Regions from separate parts of the Mus musculus genome. Here region 2 is linked to region 1. The links are chromatin contacts, called in public HiChIP or PLAC-seq maps. All regions are on one chromosome and are shown on one strand. The core of a region is the stretch at or near the end of the contact, and the rest is flanking DNA. Distances in the headings are between cores, read along the strand shown. Region 1 overlaps Smim14 (small integral membrane protein 14). Region 2 overlaps Ube2k (ubiquitin-conjugating enzyme E2K).

Evidence for each region. HiChIP or PLAC-seq counts read pairs in DNA pulled down with a chosen protein or histone mark.
Region 2: a contact with region 1 is called in an H3K4me3 HiChIP or PLAC-seq map of bone marrow-derived macrophages, with 2.5 times the contacts expected there. The contact joins two enhancer-like sites. A contact is called at or near these places in 4 of 484 Hi-C or Micro-C datasets (the 63-12 cell line, the AML12 cell line, LSK cells and 1 more), 2 of 115 datasets of contacts at active chromatin or transcription factors (bone marrow-derived macrophages and intestinal villus epithelium) and 3 of 9 other capture datasets (adipose tissue, liver and pancreatic islet).

Annotation. Positions count from the first base shown.
Region 1 is chr5:65,473,501-65,479,833 of GRCm38.p6, reverse strand. The region is part of intron 1 of Smim14 (small integral membrane protein 14); the gene reads left to right. Among named protein-coding and RNA genes, the nearest start is that of Smim14, 16 kb to the left of the region's middle. Within about 2 kb of position 2,898, at least 47 of the 459 cell types and tissues checked have an H3K27ac peak or open chromatin away from gene starts, as enhancers often do. A contact at or near this core is called in bone marrow-derived macrophages, where this site is marked.
Region 2 is chr5:65,557,050-65,562,969 of GRCm38.p6, reverse strand. All of the region lies in intron 1 of Ube2k (ubiquitin-conjugating enzyme E2K), which reads right to left. It overlaps Gm40309 (a long non-coding RNA gene), which reads right to left. Exons shown (of 2, transcript XR_868455.3): 2 at 1-5,920. Among named protein-coding and RNA genes, the nearest start is that of Gm40309, 18 kb to the right of the region's middle. Within about 2 kb of position 1,514, at least 35 of the 459 cell types and tissues checked have an H3K27ac peak or open chromatin away from gene starts, as enhancers often do. A contact at or near this core is called in bone marrow-derived macrophages, where this site is marked.

The DNA.
Region 1 (6,333 bases), core at 1,649-4,148:
TTCCCCCATTTGGAACAGCACAGTTCAACCTCACCCATTCCTTTCTGTCCCACCAGGAGGTAAGTCACCCTTGTCTCAGTGTGTCCATGATGTATGTGCTGCTTGCTTGTCCGTCACATAGTTACCGTCTGTGCTCCAGAACTCTGGACTGCTTGTCTAACTTCAGTATCAGGCCTGAATCTAAGAGCAGTGATCCTGGCCATTAGAAGTGCCAAGAAGGCTGTAAAGAATTCCCCTTCAGTGAAAAGGTAGAAAATTTCAATCTCATAAAGAAAGGGAAAAACTGCTGATGTCAGTAAGTTCTATGGCAATGAAGCAGTAAACCCTATCTATTTTTCTATGAAAAGGTTATAAAGATTCATTGTATACACTAGGCATAATTAGTAACAATAATCATACCATGCTAAATAGATGTAGACAACAAAACAAAAACATCCCTCTAGCTTTAATCCCAGCACTTAGGAGGTTGAAGTAGGTTACTTACCCAGGAGTACCAAGGCCATTGTAGATTTCCTGAGACCTCTCAAAAAAAAAAAAAAAAAGAAAGAAAGAAAGAAAGAAAGAAAGAAAGAAAAGAAAAAAGAATGGTGTGTGGAGATGGGGGCTGGGGCTCTTTGGAGAGGTGATGCAGCCAGTTAAAGACATTGGCTGCTCTTTCAAAGGACTTGGATTAAATTCCCAACACCCACATGGTAGCTCACAAATATCTGTAATTCCTATTCACAGAGTCATAGATGCAGGCAGAACACCAATGTATATAAAATACAAATTAGTACTTTATTTAAAAAAAAAAAAAAGGAAAAAGGAAAGTATTGCCAGGCAGTGGTGCCTTTTAATCCCAGCTTTTGGGAAGCAGAGGCAGGCAACTCTCTGTAGATCTCTGTGTAGCCCTGGTCTAGGACTTGCTCTGTAGACCAGGCTGGCCTCGAACTCAGCATCCTCCTGCCTCTGCCTCTTGAGTGCTGAGATTAATGGTGTGCTCTACCACCACCCAACTGATACAGAGTGCTTCTGTATTAACGTTAACCAACAAATTTACTGATTGATTAAAGGATTCAGACAGTTTAACCTGCTCAGTGCAAGAAACTTGAGATGTACTTGTCCCTGGGAACAAGGGCACTAGTAGGAGAAAGAGCGTCCTTCTTGGGGTGGTGCTATAGTTCAGTAGGAGAGTTCAGAATACAAGTCTCTGGGCTCAGTCCACAAGAAAAATAGGGAACTGGAGAAATGAATTGGAAGCTGAAGGTGCTCGCTGCATAATCATGAAGACTAGAGTTCACATCTCAGCACCCGTGCAAGCAGCCTCTCATTTAGTTTGTGTCTGAGGAGGGCAGAGACAAAGCTGTTGCTGTCACTTGCTGGCTTCCAGCCTCCTTGAGAAAATGTAGCCCAGATTCAGGGAGAGAATATCAGAGGAGGACACCCAGTGCCCTCTTGTGGCCTCTGCACACACAAACGCACACACATAAGCAAGTAGTCTTTAAAAAAAATAGAATTTTTTTTATTTCATAGTTTTTTTTACATTTTTTATTAGATATTTTCTTTATTTACATTGTTATCCCCTTTCCTGGTCTCCCCTCCGAAAACACCCTAGCCCTTTCCCACTCACCAACCCACCCACTCCCATCTCCTGGCCCTGGCATTCCACTACACTGGGGCATAGAGCCTTACAGGCCCGACTAGGCCATCCTCTGCTACATATGCAGCTAGAGCCATGAATCCCACCATGTGTACTCTTGGGTTGGTGGTTTAGTCCCTGGGAGCTCTGGGGGTAGTGGTTAGTTCATATTGTTGTTCCTCCTATGAGGTTGCAAACCCCTTTAGCTCCTTTATTGGGGACCCTGTGCTCAGTCCAATGGAAGGCTGCAAGCATCTACCTCTTTATTTGTCAGGCCCTGGTGGTGCCTCTCAGGAGACAGCTATATCAGGCTCCTGTCAGCAAGCTCTTGTTGGCATCCACAATAGTGTCTGGGTTTGGTGATTGTATATGGGATGGATCCCCAGCTGGGGAAGTTTCTGGATGGCCTTTCCTTCAGTCTCTGCTCCACACTTTGTAACTCCTCCCATGGGTATTTTGTTCCCCCTTCTAAGAAGGATCAAAGTAGCCAGGAGCTGGAAAGAATCCAGATGTCCCTCAACAGAGGAATGGATACAGAAAATGTGGTACGTTTACACAATTGGAGTACTACTCGGCTATTAAAAACAATGAATTCATGAAATTCTTAGGCAAATGGATGGAACTAGAAAATACCATCTTGAGTGAGATAACCCAGTCACAAAAGAACACACATGGTATGCATTCACTGATAAGTGGATATATTAGCCCAGAAGTTCGGAATAACCAAGGTATAATTCACAAACCACATGAAACTCAAGAAGAGGGAAGACCAAAGTGTAGAATTCTTTTAAAGTTTAAGTTTATTTTATGTTCTTTTTTTTTTTTTTTCTTTTTAGCTACATGTACATCTGTGAAGATGTCAGAAGTCCAGGAACTGGAGTTACAGATGGGTATGAGCTGCCATGTGGGTGCTGGGAATTGAACCCAAGCCTTCTAAAAGAACTCTCAAAAGTGCTCTTAATAGCTCTGGCCACCTTTTTGTTTGTTTTGTTTTGTTTTTTGTTTTTTGTTTTTCGAGACAGGGTTTCTCTGTGTAGCCCTGGCTGTCCTGGAACTCACTCTGTAGACCAGGCTGGCCTCGAACTCAGAAATCTGCCTGCCTCTGCCTCTGCCTCCCGAGTGCTGGGATTAAAGGTGTGCGCCACCAGTGCCCAGTAGCTCTGGCTATCTTGCCAGCCCCCAAAATAGAAGTCTTTAGAACATACACATGTAAATTCAGAAGACACAGTTTTGAGAGATATACTTGTGTTGCATCTAGATTAACCCAGAACTCACATTCTGGCTCATGCGGCCCTTATCTTCTCATACAGTGGGGCCTACCTGTTTATGCTATTCTCTCCCTCACAGTACACTGAGACATATTATTTCTGTCCCCTAGGCACATAACCTGTAGGTAAACAGTTATAGAATGCTTTCAAATACCAAGATGGTGAGGATTTGGGCTGTTTGTGTTTATCTCTTTATAAACAAGTGTCCTTTAGTTACTAAGTGACAGGGTGGCTTAATGTATAGGGCTTTGGTTTGTTTTGGAGTTTTTAGGCAGTAATTGTGTGTGTGCATGTGTATGTCCATGTGTGTACTCTGGTACATGGCATGGCCGAGGGCAGAGGACAGCGTTTAGGAGTCAGTTCTCTCCTACCTGGTGGTTCTCATGAACTCAGGTCAGGTCGTTTGGCAGCAGCCTTTCTAGCCATCGCATCAGCCAGCATTTAAAAAAAAAAAGAAAAGATGTAATTTACTTTTATTGGGGTGTGTATATGTGTGTGTGTGTGCTTGAGTGTGCATGAGAGCTTGTGCTCTACATGAATGTAGGTCCCCTCAGAGGCCAGAAATGGGGATGCAGTCCCCTAGAGCTGGAGTTCAGCATGGGTGTTGGGAATCTACCTTGACTACTCTGAAAGAGCAGCTAGTAGTCTTAGCCACCAAACCATCTCTCTAGTCACCCAACATTTTTTCAGCCAACATCTCTCATTCACATGTATGTGCAGATATGAACATGTATATGAAAATATACATACCCATGTGCCAAAATATAATTTCATTCAAATAGAAAAATAAGGGGAATTATTATCTTCTGACCACTATGATTATTTCAAATACTATCCCTCTTTTCACTTCCCCAGTTTAAATTCTGGCTGTGTGCAAGCCCTGCATAGTTTTTTAAAGCCTCAACCACAAGAATTTCACATTGAACATGGAAATTTCTAGCTTCTTTCTTAAGAGGAAACTGAAAGTGTCACCCCTCCTCCCCTCCCGAGTGTGTGTGTGTGTGTGTGTGTGTGTGTGTGTGTGTGAGAAGACAGAGTTTCTCTGTTTAGCCTTCTCAAGATCCCTCTTGGAGTAGAGAACAAGCATTTATTGAAGAAAGAGAATCCATGATCGACAAAAGAAAGGTTGAATGAGGATGAATATTTTTAGAATAAAGTCTCAAAAATTGAGGAACATTCAAGCTGCAGTCATGTGGGGGCCTTGGAGCAGAGAACATTTTTTTTTTCCTGGTAAGCTGGTCAGACTGGCTTTGACCAGACATCCTGAACATGGAACCTTATGGCTTTAGCTTCCCAAAAAGCTGGAACTATACCTTGTGCCCCAGACCCTACTCTAAAACAAGTATTTTGAGAAGAGTCTTAACCGTATAGCATGTCTGACCTGGTATTTGCTGAGTACATCAGCCTGGCCTTGAACTCCTGCCCCCTGAGATTGAGGGTATGGGCCACATCCCTCCCTCCCTCCCTCCCTCCCTCCCTTTCCATCCGTCCGTCCGTCCGTCCGTCCATCCATCCATCTATCTATCTATCTATCTATCTATCTATCTATCTATCTACCTACCTATCTCATCTTTAGACCAGGTTTCTCAGTATAGCCTTGGCTTTCCTAGAATTCTCTGTAGACCAGTAGTAGTATGGCTTTGAACGAGAGAAGTACTTACCACTACCTCCCAAGTGCTTGGATTTAGATAATTTATTTTTAATGTTATTTTAAAATTTACTTTGTGTGTTTGCATCTGTATGTACGAATGACTGTATATATGAGAGAGAGATCTGAGTGTGTGCATGCACGTATACTGTGTTGTATCTGTGGAGGCCAGGGGAACAGTGTGGGAGTCGGTCCTCTCCTTCACAGTATCTTGGTTCAGGCCCAGGCCATTAGGCTTACAGAGCTTGTGCTACACATGCTGAGCTCGTCCTTCCCTCCCCTACTTTCAAATACAACGTTGGAGCCACTTAGGTCAGAGAAAAGCAAGTAAGCTGTGTATGTCTGTGTGGGCAACGCATACATGTACCTGCGTGTGTCTCCAGGCCAGAGGAGGACATAGGATTCCTTGATGTAGAATTACAGCCAGTGTCAACCACTTGACATGGCTTCTGGAAACCAAACTTGGGTCCTAGAGACAAGCAGCAAGGGCTCTTAACCATTGAGCCATTTTTCCAGCCCTATAAAAAAATTCTTAATTTTACATGATAGGTGATTAAAAGCTAATAATAGAGAATACCCCTGGACTCAGTTAGACAAAAAGAATTTGAAAAAGGATAAATTGACAAGATGTTCAGTGTCATTAAAATTTGGGAAGAAAAACCAAGAAACAGTTTTGGAGCCTTAACATCCTAGCAAAGGGTTTTGTGGTGTTGCACACCTTTAAGCACTCAGGAGACAGGCAAACAGATCTCTGCGAATTCAAGGCCAGTTTGGTCTGCATAGCCAGTTGCAAGCTAGTCATAGCTGTAAAGCGAGATCTTGTTCAAAAAGAAAATTAATGGTTTCAGTGTAGTGTGCCCCTTGGATGTTCTTGAACATCTTAAGAGATTGTGTCTTAGGAAAGAGTTTTTAAAATAGATTATGCTCACATACTAGAGTAGTAATATCTGTGTGACTGTATTACTATATAGTTAGCAGTGTATACCCTGTGCTGTTGATAAAAGTGGCAAAGCTCTTGAAGGAAAAGAAAAGCGTTAAGTTCTTTTTATATAAGCCCTTAACCTGAGACATGTTAGTTTTAATATTCTATTCTAAAATGTGTGAACATTAAGATGGGTACTGCAGTGTTTTGGCAAGGCCTTAAGTGCAGAGTTTGTATTTTTAGGTTTCACATAAAAGGGTGTAGAACCAGGCTGTTCCTCTGGTGCCTCTGGGGCAAGACAGTGGATTAGAAGAAGGTTGCCATTTCTGTACTTGCCGGGCTCTTGAAATGAGTTGATCTGAAGACTGGCACGGTCGGCTGCTTTGCTCGCTGCTTTGCTCTTGATACTTACTGCTAGTTGTTCTTGATACTTATTGCTGGTTACAAACAAGCAATAAACAAGTAAGTTTGTTTCTTTAAGGAATCAAATCCCAGCCATAAGCATCATCCTCAGAAGCACACATAGTAGATTTACTGTCTTTTCCTAGCTTCCACAGTTGGATGAGGCCATTAAGTTAGACCCTTGCAAAGGCGAACTTAGGTAAGTTGAACCCAGGAGGCTGGCTTGAATATTTGTCTTTAATGGCCAACTATAAATTTATTAACACTGGACATTTTCTTCACTAGATATAGAAACAGCTGCCAAATCCACCAAGAAAAGACCTGGTGGAGAGAGGCTGACCATTTCTGCAGCACTGGAGATGGCTCTGCTCTGTGACAGCCAGGGTCATTCAGCGGCCTTTCCTTACTAGGAATTGTCTAGGAGTGGCTGGGCTTGAGAGCTTGCTGTGTATATATATATATATATATATATACA
Region 2 (5,920 bases), core at 265-2,764, 85 kb before region 1:
TATACAGCTCCTAGTAAGCAATGTAACTATTAAAATAGAGCAAAACAGCATAGAACATTGAAGATAATCTGGGTGAAGGAAAATGAATGACCATATTGCTAATGAGAAAGTACAGAATTCTGGGTCCAGCACTTGGCTCAATAACAGTGCCTAGAATACATGAAGTCCTGGCTGAGTATGATCCCAAAACTAGGAAGGTGGAAGGAGGAGGATCAGAAATTTAAGATCAGCTACATAGCAAAGCTGAGGCCAGCCTAGACTACATAGACCTTGCCTGAAAAGAAGAAATGCAGGAGGTTGGAGGGACGGGAAAAGGAGGCCAGCCACATGGTTCAATAGATAAAAGGGGTTGTCACCAAATGTGGCAATTTCTAGAACTTACATGGTAGAAGGAAAGAACCAACAACCCCTACACCTGCACTCACATGTGCATATAGACACATGTATACACACACACACACACACACACACACACACACACACACACACACACACACGCGCGCGCGCATGCACGGAGGAAAAACAGTGCAAAATCTAATGCAGTCCTCAGGCTGGGAATAGGTATACTGAGCATGTACTAGGCCCAAGCTCAAATCCCAACTCTATCCTTCATCGACTCCAAAAAGGGTTCTAATACATTTTCAGAGGTGAAAGGAAAACAAAGTGTAAGAAGTAATCCTTAACATATTAATGCTGAGTACAAAGTAGCAACTGATGCTATTACTGTCCTTTCAGTCTCTCTATGTAATGCAGGCCAACCTCAAACCTGTAGAGATCTTTCTGCCTCAGCCTACTGTATGCTGGGATTTTAGGTGTGTGCCACCATATAAATATTTGATATCGAGGATCAAAGCAAGACTTTGCACATGCTAGGGTAAGCATCCACTACCCAGCTTAGACACATTACTAGCTCATAAATAAAGTACTTGTTGTTGTGAATATAGGTTCTTGCATGCACATATGTCTGTGTACCACTTGCTTGTCTGGTGCCCACGGAGGTCAGAGGAGAACCTAAATAAGAAGTTTTCATACACCTTATTTTTATCTATTCGAAAATGAAATTTTAATCCAAATATCCAGCTGAGATCAGTAGTACATATCTGTGGGGTGGTGAGCTGTGCCTGGTCCCCCGGGTCGAGCACAGGTCTGGAACCGGAGCGCCCCCCCCCCCCCCGCCCCCGTGGTGGGCGGAGATTTCCAACAGCAAGGGACAGCAGGAGTTTGGCCACGCCTCCTGGGTATCCCACTGTGCTCGCAGCACACAGCTACAGCAGCAGAGGTAGCTACAGCCTCCCACAGCCCCCCTGCAGAGAGGCATGCTGCATCAATCAAGTACTAGCTGCACCAAGCCCTCCCACATACAAATAAGGTTTCCCCAAACTCAGTCCAAGCCAATAAAAAGCACCTGCTGTCAAACCCTGGATCATCCCCAAAACTGTATATAAGTCCCATGCAGGGAGAGAACTACTCCGTCATCTGAGGCTTTGTCCTAAGAGCTCTAACACTTGGGGAGAGGTCGGCTCTCCCAAAGAGCTGCCTGAGGTCCTGTCGCACTCTCGCTAGTCAGCTTCTCCTCGGCCCAGCCCGACCCGACTCAGTGAAGAATTACTGCATGGCAGAGAAGTGGAGACAACCAGCACAGCAGAAGCAGGGAAGTAACTTCCCCTCCCTGCCTGCATTCGCTTCCCTTCGGGGAACCCTCGCACCAAGCCTGGCCAGAGATCTCCGTGTAAAACCTCTGGTAGCCAGGCCCACACATATGCAAGCACTAAAGATGCAGAAGTATGAGGATCAAGAAGAGTCTGTGAGCTGTTCCTCCCATGCATGGGCTGTTCCTAGAATGTGCTTCTGTGCCCCTCCCAGGTATGGTAAGTAGGAGTAGGTTTACTTCAGGTTACAGGTCCTGCTTCTATTATTCTGATGAGGTTTCCAAGCAGGGTCTGTCCTCATGACAGTATACAGCTTGAACTCACCTGAACTTTGCTCATATGATCTTGCTTAACCCTCAGAATGTAAATTCTATTATGCCCTAAAGAAAGTGATTGCATGTGACTTTAGTCCTCCTCATTTTAGGCTACATTTTCCCATGTTCATGCCACCAACTAGAATGGTAACTCTACCACTGAATTACATCTGTCCAGCCCCAGTAGAAAAAACTGTTAAGATGGGCATGGTAGTTCAAATGTACAATCCCAGTTCTTAGGAAACTCACACAAAAGGAGATTGGGCAGTGAATTCTATGCCAGCCTCCACTACATAATGAGACAGCTGGGCAGTGGTGCTGCATGCCTTTAATCCCAGCAGGTGGGAGGCAGAGGCAGGCGAATTTCTGAGTTCCAGACCAGCCTGGTCTACAGATTGAGTTCCAGGACAGCCTGGGCAATACAGAGAAACACTGTCTTGAACCACCCCCCACCACCACCCCCCAAAAAAAAATCACTACATAATGATAACTTGTCTTAGAGGAAGAGAAAGTGGACCAACAAATTGATGGAAGAGAAAAATTTGATTCTCCATGCCTTGTTTGAAATAAAGATATTTAAAGCTTAGCAGCTACATTTGTTAAATCTCAAAGAAATCTGGAAGAGGTCTTGCCCAGTACCTGTGGCTCTTCCCAGCACTTCTCACATGACCTCCTACCCTAAGCCTCTCCCTCCATGGGGCTGAGCTTCCACTTAGCTATATAACAGCCATTTTGCCTCCATACCTGAATCTCCTGATCTCTTTTTCAGATTGCCCCAAACCACCATCCCTTTCCTCTTTTCTCTCTCACTCCCCACCCCTCCTTTCATGGCCATATTCAGTCCAGAGCCTTTGTACTCTCCCTTAATAAGCCCTCCCTCAACCATACCTAGCAGACACAGTCCTCTCCCAACATTTAATATACATTACTTACCTCTAACCTATTTTTCAATGACTTAAGATATAAGCCAGGATTTGTATATGAACATGTGGGATGTGTGTGAGGACCAAGCCCAGGTTCCGTGAGCTTGGTAAGCAGTTGTTCTACCAGAGTTACACCTGCAGTCCCTAAATGGATTAAACAAAACTGAAGCATGGGCCATTTAATGTTCCCCAAGTAAAGTTGACATGAAAACTAAGAGACTGGAGCTGCAGAGATAGATAGCTCAGCAGTTAAGAGCACTGACTGCTCTTCCAGAGGTCCTGAGTTCAAATCCCAGCAACCACAGGGTGGCTCACAACCATCTGTAATGGGATCTGATTCTCTCTTCTAGTGTCTGAGAAGAGAGCAACATTGTACTCACATGCATAAAATAAATAAATCTTTAAAAAAAGAAAACTAAGAGACTGAGATATAATAGGAAAGTGAGATCAAGCAAACATTTACAGTCATTATTAAGAACAAATCGTAACCCTGGTGTGGGTCACAAAACCTTTAATCCTAGCACTACAGAGGCAAAGGCTGCCTGGTCTACACAGTATAGTCAGGCCAGCCAGCTCCACAGTGAGATCTCAAAACTAACAAAAAGAGTAAACTGTAAATCAGTGCTACCCAATGGACAAAATGGATCTGGGGACCCACATGGTAAAGGAATTCAGGAAACAACTCTTGAAAGGTGCTGCTCTCAGACCTCTGCCTGTGAGCCACAGCACATGAGACACCCACCCCCTGCCAAAGTCAAAGGCAGACTTTGAGAACCTGACATTGACAAAGAAAGTCAAATGTGGCTAATGGCTACTGTATTATTGGACAGGCAATGCTATTCTAGCTAGAGAACCAGAAAATAATAGCCTCTCCAGTTACAGTAATAATGTGAGGTTAGAATTATTGGCCTTCATTCCAGTCATCATACTTCAAAAACCTAAAGAGCAAAATGAAATTATAAACTTTCTTTTATGTGTCCCAAGGCTGGCTTCAAAGTAGATATGCAGTCAAGAATGATTCTGAATTTTTAATACTCCTCTCCAAGCCCTAACCAACCTCTCACCAGAGTGCTGGGATTACAGGCATTTGCCACAACCCATTTATGTGGTGCTTGAACCCTCCTTTTCCTGCATGCTAGGCAAGGCCCCTGAACTGATATGATAAATATAAATATAAAAACTATTGCAAGGCATTATTACTAGTACTGTTAGTATAAAGACACAGAACAACTAAATATATAACTTTCAAATGTATAAGAAACTATGAGAATAGGCAGGCAGTGGTGATGCACATCTTTAATCCCAGCACTCAAGAACTAGAGGCAGCTGGACTACCGAGTGAGTTCCAGGACAGCCAGGGCTACACAGAGAAACCTGTCTCTCGAAAACCAAACCAAAACAATCAAAAAACTAGAGGCAGGCAATTTCTGCTAGTTTGAGGCCAACCTGGTTTACCTGATCTGCAGAGTGAGTTCCAGGACAGCCAGGACTACATAAAAGAACCTTGTTTCAGACAGACAGACAAACACAAGAACACAAGTCTTTAATTCCAACACTCAAGAGACAGAGGCAGGTGAGTCTGAGTTCCAGTGCAACCTAGTATTTGAAGTGATCCAGGACTACACAGAGAAACTGTCTTCAAACAAAAACAAATTTAAAAAAAGAAAGAAAAAAGAAAAAGAAAAGAAACAAAGAAAGCAAGCATCAAGCATCAGAGTACTTAATAGAGAAAAATATCTAAAAAGAGACTTCCTTGAAAAGCTACTTTTTTCTTTTTCTTTTTTTTTTTTTTTTTTTTTGGTTTTTCCAGACAGGGTCTCTCTGTAGCCCTGGCTGTCCTGGAACTCACTCTGTAGACCAGGCTGGCCTCGAACTCATAAATCCGCCTGCCTCTGCCTCCGAGTCCTGGGATTAGAGGTGTGCGCCACCACTGTCTGGCTGAGAAAGCTATTTTTTTTTTTTTTTGGCATGGTATTTTTTTTTTATTATTATTAGGTATTTTCCTTCATTTACATTTCCAGTGCTATCCCCATACCCTCCCCCGCCCATCCCCCTACCCACCCACTCCCACTTCTTGGCCCTGGTGTTCCCCTGTACTGGGGCATATAAAGTTTGCAAGTACAATGGGCCTCTCTTTCCAGTGATGGCCGACTAGGCCATCTTCTGATACATATGCAGCTAGAGTCACGAGCTCCGGGGTACTGGTTAGTTGAGAAAGCTACTTTTAAAAGAACAAACTATAAACTTTATAATTCCCATACTCAGGAGACTGACTTGACCTATATATATCCCAAGTTCCAGGGCAGCCAGGATTACACAGAGACCCTGTCTCAAAAATAATAAAAGCCCAACTTAGAAACTTGACCTATCACACAGCAAGTCCATCCTCAGTAAAACAGAGAGGAGGTTTAGCATGTTTGGAAACTGAAAAGTCCCCAATATAAAGAAGTAAGTACAACATAAGAAAGTAAGAATGATGGAGTAGGAAGTAGACAGGAGCTAGATAATGCAAGATTAAAAGGATGAAAAGAAAAACTAAAGTGACCTGATAATTCAATTTGAATCTTTGAAGTCACCCAGCAGTTGTAATGGGAAGAAGCTTGTAAAGAGATTAAAATGTATAACAAAAATCATCTTATAGTTGGTGGTTACCATATCATGAGGAACTGTGTTAAAGGGCAGCATTAGGAAGGTTGAGGAACACTGTTCTGAGACTATCTACTAATATATAGTGACTAAGCCCTAAACATTACTTCCTATAGCCTTTGTTGTTGGGGGAGGGGCATGGGGCAAACTATGTAGCCTGGCTATCCTGATACTATGCAGACCTGGCTGGCCTTGAGCTCACAGAGATTCACTTGTAGAGACTGAGATTAAAGGTATGTGACATCAAGCCCAAGTCCTATTACTCTCAAGTCATGTATCTTTCTCTTGAAATTACTAACACCTCTAAAACATCTCACAGTGAAGTTTTTTCACCTAATCCTGGAGACCTAAATTCAGATTTCCAGAAACCCACATGAATGCTGAGGGT